Regions from separate parts of the Danio rerio genome. Here regions 1, 2 and 4 are each linked to region 3. Evidence: chromatin contacts called from public HiCAR-type, HiChIP or PLAC-seq and Micro-C data. All regions are on one chromosome and are shown on one strand. Each heading gives the region's core, a stretch centred on a gene start, on an enhancer-like site or on the middle of the called end of the contact. The rest is flanking DNA. Distances are from core to core; before and after follow the strand shown.

Region 1 (3,400 bases), core at 415-2,914, 160 kb after region 3:
AAAGCTGAGAATTTAAAAAATACAATTAGACTATGAACAAAGGTTGATGCTGAAATATGAGAATATCACAAATAAATAAATGTTTATACATTTTAAAATGGTCCTTTGATGGACAGAGAAAAAAAATAGTACTCACCTGCGCCGGTGTGTCTGTCTCATTAATCGGTTGTCCGTCAAATCTAAATCTAATCTGTCTTATTGACAACCCCTAAAAGAAAAAAAAAGCAATGTTATAAGTCTAAATTTAAGTGTATTACATAATGAAAAGTTGTGAAATTTAAGTTTAATTGATTTGTAAAATAATTTCCACAGCACAGTTCAGGAACCACACTGACAGTAAACTGTATGAACCACATGGACATCCCACACAGCAGTGCTATGGTTAAATTATTTTGATCTGATTCTTACCTGTCTCTCGCAGTACGCTTTCATTAATTTACTGAGTGGCGTGTGCCTTTTAATTTTGAACTGGACGACTGAGCCATCCTGCCCCGCCACCTTCAGATTGATGTGGTCGTTTTCCGTTTTCACTCCCTCCTGAAACAATAACAACACAGAGCATGTTTGAGAAACTTTAACAATTAAACGGTGTAAAATGTACAGATATGTAGCGCATAAAACAATTACATCTGAGATCTATACTGCTATGGAAAATTGTGCTAGGCCCTTGGAACATTTTTAGGAGGGAAAAGACTGAAGAGGAGAACAACCAGGCCTAGTGCATGCTAGTTATAAGAACTAAATGATTTGATGAAAATATAGAACAACGTTAAGTACATCCTGGTTAAGTATTAAAATACCAGCTGTGGTAAAGAATATAAACAAACGATCTTTAAAAAGACATGCAAATACGAGAGAAAATATTAGCCGTCTAGTCAAACATATTGTTGCGGCGCTGTGCGCCATTTTTAAGCATTTGGCGCAGCGAGGTGCAACTCAGAACTCAATAACCGTAAAAGATAGATTAGTCAAATTAAACTTTTGATGTTGAATACGTTTGATTGACGAGGAAAATACACGTCATCCGTTTGTTTACAAACCAAACAATGGACAACCATTGAGTACGACGACGGTTTTATATTTCGTACCGCTCTTCTTGCGGCATTTTCTTACGCCAGTGGCGTAACGTGGCCGGTCAGCGCCACTCCGCTCTCACAAAGAAAAACCCGCAAACGCCGAATTACACCAGGGCAAATGCGCGGTACATACAAATAATGGCTTACTTTGAATGAGCGCCTGCGTAACGCATCGGTTTAACTTAACAGTAACAAGAATATTATCATATAAACCGAAAGCGGATGGCGTTTACAAGAAATGAAGACAATGATTGCGTGCCGACCGCCTTTCTCCCGCATAAATGCGCAATCTGACTATCGCAGCAAGGTTGCACAAAATGAAACTGGAGAACGGCCTCAAGCGGCTCGTTTTGAGCAAAGCTGAACAACACAGTATACTCAAATATTGGATGCTTACCTTAGGCTTGTCTTCGGACATTTTTGCAGGTGTCTGTCTGTATTACGGAAATAGATTAGAACACAAGACGCGCTCTCCACACTGTAGAGCAACACAGCTGCGGACGGGGACGCGCTTTCCTTTACCTACTTTATCAACGATTGGTTGGTTTCTGGTCACGTGATGTCCACGAGAGCGCGCAATACTCCCCATGGATAATCAGGCCTGTGCTTATGTGCAGTTCAGGTTTTAGCATCAAGACTTAAGGAATCAGTTAAATTTAAAAGCACTTATTGCTTTAGGAGGTACAAAATAATAAGATAGTTTTGTTATATTTCCTATTTTGTACACAGTGCTGCTCGGTGTTTTTCTGGTTCCGTTTGTGTTATCTGATGGAGACGAAACTGTCAGGTTTCCTATCCCACATGAAAAAATACTGCAATATGTTACAATAAATAGCATAGTGTTTTATATTTACACTGCATAGTATTGTATGTGCAACTGCATGCTGTAGTATTAACTATCGTAACTGATAAACTAATAGTGTGGTATACTTATATTTTACTACAGTAAACTGTGGTGTTTTGATGTATAATATACATAGTAGTAGGAAAGTTACAGTATTTGAAGATTTGTTTATATAGTTGTTGTACCACAACATCTATATAGTAGAATTACCTAAACAGATTAATTCAAGCATTTAAATACATTTTAATATTATACAAGAACACTCAAGATGAAATTACTAGCTCTGCCTTTAGACGTACAGTATATGTGTGTATGTCTATGATATATGTACTATGTCTGTATTTTGTTAGGACACAGTCAGAGAACACCAGCCAACGCTTACTGATGCAAACATTTGTGTATTTGACATCTGTACTATTGTGTTTATATAATATTCATTGTGTCTCAATACTGGAAAGATGTGCTATAAAAATTATCATCTGCACATTTTTTAAACAACATTCTCATGCATGGAGAAAAAAAACATTATAAAAAAACACAAACACAGACAAACTTGTTTTGTTGGTATAAGTGGTGTAATGTATTTTGTACACTAAAAAACACAACTCTCAGGAAATCTGTGGCAAATTTTGAATATGAAAAGAAATTACCATTAAGTATGTTAAAAAAAATTAGTTTTGAATTATGAATGATGTCCTTATAAATCACCTTAATCCCTAGGCCCACATAGAAATCTGCGCCCATAAAAAGGCAGGAATTTTATTAACAAATCCATTAATCTTCATTAATTTTAGACATTGATATATAGTTTTTTAGGAATTAATTGTGATATTTCAAGTGTATTTAAAGACATGAAATAAAACCTCATTAATTCATTTACCTTAAATAAAAATATAACATTACACTGATTTCATTTTGTGTGTGTGTGTGTGTGTGTGTGTGTCACCCCAAGATTTGGTGTGGTCTCTTCTGGCCACCCCTACGAAAAATTTCTAGGGGCGCCACTGCACACGAGTAGTAGTAGGCCTGCCTTTGTGTTCAACCAGTGATAATATACAGCCACAGCACTGCTACGACGGCAAAATCGTGTATATATATATATATATATATATATATATATATATATATATATATATATATATATATATATATATATAAAATCAAACACGGAGAGACTAAAAGTAAAAACCCTTTTGTATGAGGAACTACTTTCTTCTGCCATTCCTTCACATCTGCTGCTGACATCAGAACAGCAGAAGTTGTTACTAATTCACCAACATCACTTTAGAGGTAGCATTTGAATGATTCTCTAGCGTAATGTCTAAAGGGATTACAAAACAGGAGATTTTTCTGACATTTTAAGATTATATGGCTGAATGGCATTAATCAGTCTATAGAGATACCTCACTACAGTATTACAGTCTACAGTATTTCTCTGTTGCAATTGGGATATCACAATAATTAAACCCAAAAAAGCAGC
Region 2 (3,254 bases), core at 236-2,735, 170 kb before region 3:
GTGTATGAGTGTGTGTGGATACTTCCCAGGGATGGGTTGTAGCTGAAAGGGCATCCGCTGCGTAAAAACGTGCTGGATAAATTGGCGGTTAATTCCGCTGTGGTGACCCCAGATTAATAAAGGGTCTAAGCCGAAAAGAAAATGAATCTATGAACCTATGCACAACAATCTGTCCAGGTCGGTGTCCTCAGCAATAAATACATAAAGCACTTTTAAACAAATGTTATTGTGAGGAAAATAATTAAAGAGTTGAAAATTAACTTTTTGAATAACATTACTGAGATAAATTGTTGGTGATTATATGGGTTTTGGCCAGATTGAGTAGCAATACATGAGCAAAGGAAAATTAAGACCTGTGTAAAAAAGATTTAAGACCAACAGCACAATATTTCAGTAAATGTAAGACTTTTAAAGGCCTAAAATGTGTTTTTTAACATTTAAAACATTTTAAGACCCCGCAGAAACCCGGTATTCACATTCACTCCTTTAACTGTCCCTAAATTGTTTTACATGCTACTCTAAATATTCAGTCTGATTTAGCATGTAAATATGACTTAAAACAACATTAGCACTGTTTAATTGCCTGTGAAGTTAGCAATGTTGTACATTAATAGTTATTGGCTGCTAATATGATTTTCCCCTTTATAATCTGCTAATAATACTTTTCTGAAATTATATTATTCAGGAGAAATTCTCAATGTGTGAATATAAAACCCACTTAACACCTCAATCACTGCTATCTGTAAATGCCCAGTGGGCGTGGAGAGGTGGGAAGACAGTCGAATAAATCGTGCAAAAAACTAAATAAATGTCTAAAATATAAAACAACACTTACCAGAAGCTGCTGACTGGGTAAAAATCGAGGAGCTGGTGTGACTGTAGTTGACAATACGTCTTGTTTTAGGATAAGGCGACCGCCATAACCGGAGTTGACAAGTCCAATATTGACATAGCATTCGGGTTTAAAATGCAAGCTACATGCATACTTCCCAAACGTGGACGCATTTAACCTCAAGCCAACCGCCTGCAAGCACAGTCGAGCTCTGACACGGTCACTAGGGAAAGCGTGCAGTGTCTTTGTGTAATTGCAGTGAGGGTACAGACAGACTTGACCCATACCTCTGGGTGGCAACAACGCCGATGTTTGAAAGGCCGCCGCCACCTCTCATGTGGAGATTCTCCGAGACTCTGATTATGTGAAATGCCTTTGTACAAATCACAATTCAATGATATGAAGTACTGTAATTCTCTTATCGTTCGCTATAATGAAACAGGTCACCATTTCTCTCTCATAATAAAGATGACGCATGCTGTCATTGCCTTAGATTTTATGCATTACCTGCATGTCACGCAAATATATCGATTTACGTGTTGTTCTCACAGAATCGACTTTTCATATATGACATATTCGCAAATAATATACATCTGAAAATGACTCGCGGAGTACACTGGACGGCACTGTTGCACTAATGCTTCACGGCACAATGTTTTGGCGCACTCAGGTTACGTCATTATCCTGCGTCATTCTAAATAATCCATACAAACAAATATTATGATATCGCATTGGAATTCAAAGAAAAGATGTTTTATTTTATATGAGAATACAGTCGAGTTTTTTGGAATATTTTTAATTTGCTCATTATATATGGAACATTTTTTATTCATAAATGTAAATGGTCGGTGAAAAAAAACTAATTTTACTCACTTTAAAATAGAAACAGGTCATTACCAATGCACGATAAAAGAAACAAGAAACAAAGCAAAAAGAACTGTTAATTATTTTAAAGGCTTAAATTTAGTTTTTTGTTAAATATATAATGTTGTGTTCTAAACTGGCAGTAAAAATAAAAACAAATAAATAAACATTATGAAACGCATTGTTTTTCGCTTGCACAATTTCACCATCACATATCCAAATATTGATGAAATACCTGTTTTTGTTTTAAAAAATAATTTGAACAAACTCCTTGATTATGATTCTGAGAAAGATTTTCTTTAGTAAAATAAAACAGTAAGAAAACAGTTTGATTTTAGCAAAACATACCCGACATTTTGTATTTTGCCACCATTAAGCTGATATTCTGTAATATTCAGGCTTTTCATAAACATGCACACTGTGACATAAATGTATATTATACGCTCACCGCCCACTTTATTAAGTACACCTGTTCAACAGCTCAATGCAAAAATCTAATCAGCCAATCACATGGCAGCAACTCATTTACACATTTCCTAAACTGAATACAAATTAACTTGCTATTTTCGTGAATAACCCTTTTAATTCAGCTCCAAGCATTTCACATTGGGTGTTTTTGCTGGACTCTTGTGGTGAAAAAAATAATCTAGCATGAAATGTCTTGATTCTGGGCATTAGATGGCCTCAGCTCTATATGAAGAAAATGAACAAGCTACTTTTGTTATACCTGGTTTTAAAACTCTCATTACCACATACTTGAAAGTAGAAGGCTAAATATGGATAATTTCACAGAAAACAACCTATATTTAAATCACACGAGTGTAATAATATTTCATTCAGTGTTTTTCATAATTTTATGATAGTCAAATTTAACTGAGTGACACTTTTGTTACTGTATTACCTTAATTACCTTCTTTTTTCTGGTCAAATGATCCGATTTCCCAAATTAGGATTAACAAACAACCAATATCACAAAAAAGAGAATCAGGAAAGGAACTTTTAACAGAAAACACTTTGTTCAGAGTAAGTGTTTTATTAGAATAAACTGCTGTGTGACATGCAGCTTGTGTAAGCAGACCGGACATTATATTTACTTCAGCCATTAGCCAAAATAATCAAATAAAAAATTAACTTATCCTCCAGGTATGATTGAGTTTTGAATGTTCCAAAGCCTTAAATGAAGTGGTGCCGCAGATCCATCGGTCATCACACAATGGCTTCACTTCTTCTTGGGCTGATTAGGTGTGTTGAATTTGAAGAAGATGATGTCTCCATCTTCCACAATGTAGTTTCGGCCCTGCTGTCGGTATTTCCCTGCAGCCTGCAAACATTTCACAACATCATCAGTTCAGCATTCATCAGTTAACAATCCATACCAGTTTCTCCCGGTCTTACTTTAGCTGCGTTTTCACTCCCTTCCTCCTTAAAGTCTGTGAACTTCATGACTTCAGCCATAATGAAGCCTTTCTCAAAGTCTGTGTGGATCTTTCCAGCTGCTTGCGGCGCCTTGGTGCCTTTCTGTAAGTTGTTCAAACACAAGCATAACATTTGAAATAGT
Region 3 (3,262 bases), core at 647-3,146:
TGCCCTGAAATTACACAGAGGAGCACGAGAGCATACCTGACAATTTTTATACCCTGAGAGTTTAAAGGTCCCAGTACATGGAGTCATCTGCCGGTTTACTACATTAAAACTGAAGGTCAAAGAGTAATACTTTAAAATAAAAAGTGCACTTTATTGTTAGCTGCACAAGCAAGCATCAGAATATGAGAAACTAACAGAATAGACATACATTTGACTATTTTGACCGTTTTATTTGACAGTTCAAATCCATTTGATACAATGTTACCAATAAGCAAACTGATTTCCCAGTCGCTCATTCCAATCCAAATACTTACTAGGTTCAGCACATCTTAATAATTTAACGTACGACAGCTCCTGTGAAACCAGGGGACAGTTTTCATTCCCTCAGCGGAAACACTAGGGACCTGCAGTAACTTTACTCTTCCTTTAACCATACATGGACGAACAAAAAAGAAGAAAATCTTCACTGTTAAAATGGACCGGCTTTAGAAGCATGCCACATGTTATAATGAATAACCCTGGCCACGTGTTCAGTTACACCATATGAATAATAGTTAGTTAAAGACATTCAAATCCAAACTACAAACATTTAATTTAAATATTGCCGTTTCCTCGATCTCCAGCTGAATTATGATGTGGCCGACTTTAAGTATGCAATAAGATCTGCTCTCTCGCCCTTCTTCTTGATCCCGGCAAAGATCATCTTTGTGCCTGGAATGTATTTCTTTGGGTTCTCCAAATATTCCATCAAGGTATCTTCACCCCAGACAATGCCTGTGCAAAATAATAAGATTTGTTAAGCGAGTCCATCTCATCGTAAGAAAATGCGTATTCGCCAAATCAGCCTTACCTTTGCTCTTGTTAGCATCTGTATAGGAAAATCCCTCAGCCTGACCAGTCTTGCGACCGAAAAGACCCCAGAGATTTGGCCCCACTTTATGCTTGCCTCCATTTTCAACGGTGTGGCACTGGGCGCACTTCTGGACGAACACCTTCTTGCCCTTTTCAACGTCACCCATATTTACCTGGAAGTGAAATGAGAGGTGAACACACTGACACTTGAAAGGACATCATTAGAAGGTCATTCAAGGATGGAGCATCCTTTATCAGCTCAGGACACAAAACAAGCCCCAAAACAGCTTATGAGGTTAGACCTTCTCTCGTTATGAAGTAAATAATCTTAGCATTTTATAGATGGAGAAGCACGTTTCTCTGACAACTAATCCTTGGCGATTAGTACCTGTAAACATCTCGGCATCAAAGTGCTCATCCGAGGATAACCTTAAATCGCCTTCATTAAAGAAAGCCTTAATCACTGATGTGTGGCTCATTAGAGATCGCCCTGTGAGAACTAGCTTAAAATGAACAAGCAGCCGGATTAGAGTTTGTGTGACAAATCTCCTTTTAACTCGTCAGAATTGCCTGAGATAAGCAATGTTTATTTCAAAGAATTCAGCTGAAGTCGTAAACCGGCTTCAGATCCACGTTGCGGACGCTAGCAGTTAGCCACATCAGGCTAACCTCCTATTAAACCCACTCATTCTGTTGAGTTACTAAACAGAATGTGTGGGTTTTTATCAAAAACGCACAGTTCTCATATTTTAATATAATTAAAAGTAACACTACTTCATACCAAATCATATAATTCTTCCCTGGCGTTCAGTTGTTCTTGAGGAGTAATGTTACCGGTAAGCTTACGCAACCTTACGCCACCCTTCCAAGGAACCGCTATAAAAATCCTCCATTATGTATAAATTTCACATACATGACACAAAACGCCGAGCAGATCTCAACACTACGTGACAGATTCAAAAAATGTTACCTTTTAGACTGTGTAGGTAATTGTCGTTCTTGATAAGTACTCCTCTCTTGCCGGTCGGCGGACCGATTCTATATCAGGGCGAAAGAGAAAGGTCACTTCATTTTAGAGGCGCGAGCAGGCTCCGGTGTTTGACGTCACAATCATGCGCTGACTAAAGCGGTCACGTGCCTCTTCTTGACGAATCTGCTCACGGCGCAGCAGCTGTTCTGGAGATCCATCTATGGTGTTGTGACAGGCAGCGCTTTGAAAGAGATAATCGCTCTTAGATAAAAGGAGTTCAGAGTCTAGACGGTTTTTGTACATGCAGTAGCTATATAATTGTAGCATATAGTTCATTTTAGAATAAAGGGCACACAAAAAGACGTTTAACCTTGACGCATGCTTTCGAGATTATTTCCTAGGCTACTTTTTTTCTCTCAGGAAACATTTACCTTTATTTTAATTAATTGAATAAGGTGCAAATAATTAACGAGAAACTGAAACATATCAGTGACTATTATAACATCACAAAAGCATATTTTATAAATTACATTTATTTAACATTGAAAGTGTCATGTAGCGGCACGCAAGAACTGGTGTACCTCTTCTGTACACGCGTATGCTCTAATGTGACACTGACGTCGCGTCACATGAGCTTTTGGCAGCGTGTCAGGGATTTTTTATCACGTAGGCTATCCATTCACACGATTCTGGTTCGCGGGAAAATGTGCACGAGAAGTGCTGCTGTGAAGACTCGTTTTTCAGGTTTGTTGTTCATCTGGTGTTTCCCAGTCAATAACACCTGAAGGTAGCAGGTTGACTCATAAACGAAAGGTTATAAATGCTTTACTCTCATGTGACTGACAGGAATGACAAATGGTCTGGACAGATGTACATAACTGTACAGCTTTTCATGAAGATTAGCCTACCTGTTAGCGGTCTCTCAAGGAGAACTGCTTGATGAAGTGCTCCCTTTTCATTTGGAAACACACATATGAACAGGTTTTCTTAAATTCCAACACTAATATGTTTTAAAACTAGACACCAACATTACAAATGGCGCAGATTTAAATTTATTGAAGGTCTATACTGAATCTCCTTCTGACACGTGCCCAAAAAATCATTTGACCTTCTTGTTGCCATTGCAGTCTGTTGTCATTAATTCCTCATTTTGACCTCAAAGTGATTAATAAATCTTCCATAACTGGACCTTTAGATGAAAATGAAACCTAACCGGTTAGAGCCTTGAGGCTACAGAACACATTCAAAAGGGATTTGCCATTGTTGCATGTTACAAACTTCTATAAGGCAACTCTGACCAACAAGTTAAGACTGCACTGAGCCACCTCTAAATTCTGTCAAGGTGTGTGTGTGTGTGTGTGTGTGTGTGTGTGTGTGTGTGTGTGTGTTTGTGTTTACGACTATACAATTTTTTACTTTTACTGTTTGAATTTAATGAAT
Region 4 (3,087 bases), core at 187-2,686, 130 kb before region 3:
GAATCAGTATTTCAGGTATTTTGGGTAGAAATAGATGCTGTGTGCTCCAGACCAAAAAAGAAAAGGATCATCCAGACTGTTACCAGCAACAAGTCTAAAAGAAAGGGGTTTAGTATGATATGGGGTTGTGTCAGTACCCTTAGCAAAGGTAACTTGCACTTGTTATTGCACCATTAATGGTGGAAAGTACATCGAGATTTTGCAGAGACTTCTTTTGCAGAGACGCCCATGCATTTTTCAACAAGACAATGCAAAACCATATTCTGTACTCGTTACAAAATGTCCAGGCTGCAAATGTAGAGACAGGTGACTGGCCTGCCTGCAGTCCCGACCTGTCTCCAATAGAGAATGTGTGGCGCATTTTCAAGTGCAAAATGCAACAACGAAGACCTCATACTGTTGCCTACCTTAAGACGTGTTTGCAAAATTACACCTGAAATATTTCATCACTTGGTGTCTTCAGCCCCTAAATGTCTTTTAATTGTTGTGAAAGTAATGCCAACATTACAAAGTAGTAAATGCTTTACTGTTCCAGCTTTTTTTTGTGTTGCAAGAACCAAAATTAGAATATGTGTTTATTAAAAAACATTACGAGGAACACATTAAATAATGTGCTGTTTTATACAGAAATCACAACTTTCTTTTTATTTGCGTTTTTCATACTGTCTCGACTTTTTCTGATTTAGGGTTATAATTGCACTAGATATTTATTTTATTGTGCAAAAAAAATCATGTTATATTATAATGAAATTAAACGAATTCACTGTATTAAAATTTTACATAACATGTACTAAATAAACTGTAACCCAAGTATAACAAGTCATATAAATGGCTAATATTAAATCAATATTTTATATTGATTAATAAAAATAATAAACACAGAAAACTGTTCCCACTTGTATTACCCAAACCATGGATCCTAAAATTCCAATTAAATGACAACTATTAATTAAACATAGTTTTACTATAGTTAATTGTGGATATTGCTGTTAATAATGACCACAACAATAACACATCAACAATCATTTAAATTACGATAACAACAAATCGTTGATTTTAATTTTAATTAAATGAAAAATAAATTTGGATACTGGCGAATTGTAGTCTATAATAATAACAACAACAATAATAACATGTATACAACATCAAAACCGTTAAAGTTTATTCAGAAATAGACATAAATGTTATTTCTTATAAACAAGGCCATTGAGTACACATCAAAATAGCTACATTTGGCAGGAATATCTCGCAAAAGAAAATACATGATAAAAATAGCGACTGTTGAAGACGTACCGTGCGTTCAGGTGTCGAGATGATCGATACATGGATTGTATATAATGTCATTAAAGAAAAACACAGTAGAAACATCCATGCTTACACTCTGCTCACAGCATCACGAGCGCTTCAGCACTCCGTTACTTTCAATGTCAAATCACTGAATGACTGACGCGAGATTCCGCCTATGTTGTCGAAAAGCCCCGCCTTAGTTCATCTGATCATGGCGCTGATTGGCGGAAATGTAGGAACTATGCCGAAATAGATGGAACACTTGCATTCGATTGGCTACAGTCACGCGCGCTAGTGGATGGGCGTCATATTGCCGCTAATATTAGTACTGAGGGAATCTTCTGGGGCCTTGTTTACCTGGTAATTCTTATTTTAAATGAAGTACGTTTCATTATCATTTATTTCAGCATTTCTGGAAAAAAAGTGCACTGAAATCAAACAACAACAAAACATACAAAGAACATTGTGGGCAGTTTGCATACTGAAAACAGCTTCACAACATCCGAAACACATAGAAACGAGCATTAAATAAAATGAAATACAAACACCAGCTTTGCTTGCATGTTTATTTAGGAAACAGCACATTTGGCACACTTGAATAGTTCTTTTTGTATTACTGTATACTAAAATACAAATTAAACAACATAACGTTGTATGAACTGAAATTGTAGCCATATAAGGGCACAAAGTGAACATATTAACGTACCATATTAGCCTATAGGGATTGTTCGTTATTGTCACCCTCCAATGTTTTTTTTTTCACAAAAGAAGATATTTTGAAGAATGTTGAGCAACAGTAATCACTGACATGCATAGTAGTTAATGACAATTGGTTTCAAAAACATTTTTTAAAGCTTCTTTTTCAAAAGCAGAAAGAAAATCAAAGAGGTTTGTAGGAGAACTGAGAGTAAATGACATTTTAATATTAGTACTGAGGGAATCTTCTAGGGCATTGTTTACCTGGTATTTCTTGTTTGAATGAAGTGTGTTTCATTTTCTTAATTTATTTCAGAATTTCTGAAAAAAAAGTGCACTGAAATCAAACAACAACAAAACATACAAAGAACATTTGTGTGCAGTCAGCATACTGAAAACAGCTTCACAACAAATGAAACGCATAGAAATGAGCGTTAAATAAAATGAAATACAAAATCCAGCTTTGCTTGCATGTTTATTTAGAAAACAGCACATTTGGCACACAAGAATAGCTCTTTTTTGTATTACTGTATAGTAAAAAATACAAATTAAACAACATAACGTTGTATGAACTAAAATTGTAGCTATATTAAGGCACAAAGTGAACATTACCGTACCATGTTAGCCTATAGGGATTGTTCACGCAATAATGAATATTCTGGTATTATTTCCTCACCCTCAAATGTTTTTTTTTTTTCACAAAAGAAGATATTTTGAAGAATGTTGAGCAACAGTAATCACTGACATTCATTAAAAAAAAAAAAGAAATGCTATGGAGTAATGGATACTGGTTTAAAAAACATTTTTAAAGCTTTTTTTCAAGAGAACTTGAAAACCAGTAACCACTGACATTAATAGAAAACATACTATGGAAGTCAATGACTACTGCTTTCAAACATTTTTAAAGCTTCTTTTTCAAGAGAAGAAATAAAATCAAAGAGACGGGCAAGTAAATGACAGAATTTTCATTTCTGGGTGAACCATCGCAAGCTTTTGATCATACCGCAATATCTTTGCAAGCACAACATAATAAATCATGCCTTAGTTTTAATAATAATGTTGGTGCCACATATTGTGTCTTTTTTGGCTGTGCTTCTCTCTTGT

Evidence for each region. Hi-C and Micro-C count contacts between places; a contact is called where the count stands out from the background. HiCAR-type assays count read pairs that join an accessible place to other places. HiChIP or PLAC-seq counts read pairs in DNA pulled down with a chosen protein or histone mark.
Region 1: a contact with region 3 is called in a HiCAR-type map of caudal fin, with 6 times the contacts expected there. The contact joins the promoter of sumo3a here to the promoter of cycsb in region 3. A contact is called at or near these places in 4 of 18 Hi-C or Micro-C datasets (caudal fin, embryo and an unstated tissue) and 2 of 4 datasets of contacts at active chromatin or transcription factors (caudal fin and embryo).
Region 2: a contact with region 3 is called in a Micro-C map of caudal fin, with 3 times the contacts expected there. The contact joins the promoter of sp3b here to the promoter of cycsb in region 3. A contact is called at or near these places in 2 of 18 Hi-C or Micro-C datasets (caudal fin and hematopoietic stem cells).
Region 4: an H3K4me3 HiChIP or PLAC-seq map of gastrula embryo shows a contact between it and region 3, with 2.1 times the contacts expected there. The contact joins the promoter of gpr155b here to the promoter of cycsb in region 3. A contact is called at or near these places in 2 of 18 Hi-C or Micro-C datasets (hematopoietic stem cells and an unstated tissue) and 1 of 4 datasets of contacts at active chromatin or transcription factors (gastrula embryo).

The regions. Positions count from the first base shown.
Region 1 is chr6:12,030,839-12,034,238 of GRCz12tu, forward strand. It overlaps sumo3a (small ubiquitin like modifier 3a), which reads right to left and starts at 1,665. Exons shown (of 4, transcript NM_213124.2): 1 at 1,474-1,665; 2 at 409-537; 3 at 137-208. The coding sequence starts at 1,494.
Region 2 is chr6:11,697,470-11,700,723 of GRCz12tu, forward strand. sp3b (Sp3b transcription factor) reads right to left here and starts at 1,486. Exons shown (of 7, transcript XM_068221897.1): 1 at 836-1,486. The coding sequence starts at 1,117. The region is part of intron 11 of gpr155b (G protein-coupled receptor 155b); the gene reads right to left. ola1 (Obg-like ATPase 1) reads right to left here. Exons shown (of 11, transcript NM_214700.2): 10 at 3,092-3,214; 11 at 2,127-3,017. The coding sequence ends at 2,916.
Region 3 is chr6:11,869,026-11,872,287 of GRCz12tu, forward strand. It overlaps cycsb (cytochrome c, somatic b), which reads right to left and starts at 1,897. Exons shown (of 3, transcript NM_001002068.1): 1 at 1,823-1,897; 2 at 851-1,025; 3 at 218-774. The coding sequence starts at 1,019. The coding sequence ends at 629. It also overlaps a transcript of nfe2l2b not described here.
Region 4 is chr6:11,737,689-11,740,775 of GRCz12tu, forward strand. It overlaps gpr155b (G protein-coupled receptor 155b), which reads right to left and starts at 1,437. Exons shown (of 12, transcript XR_012407657.1): 1 at 1,294-1,437. It overlaps wipf1b (WAS/WASL interacting protein family, member 1b), which reads right to left. Exons shown (of 10, transcript XM_073953712.1): 10 at 2,440-3,087.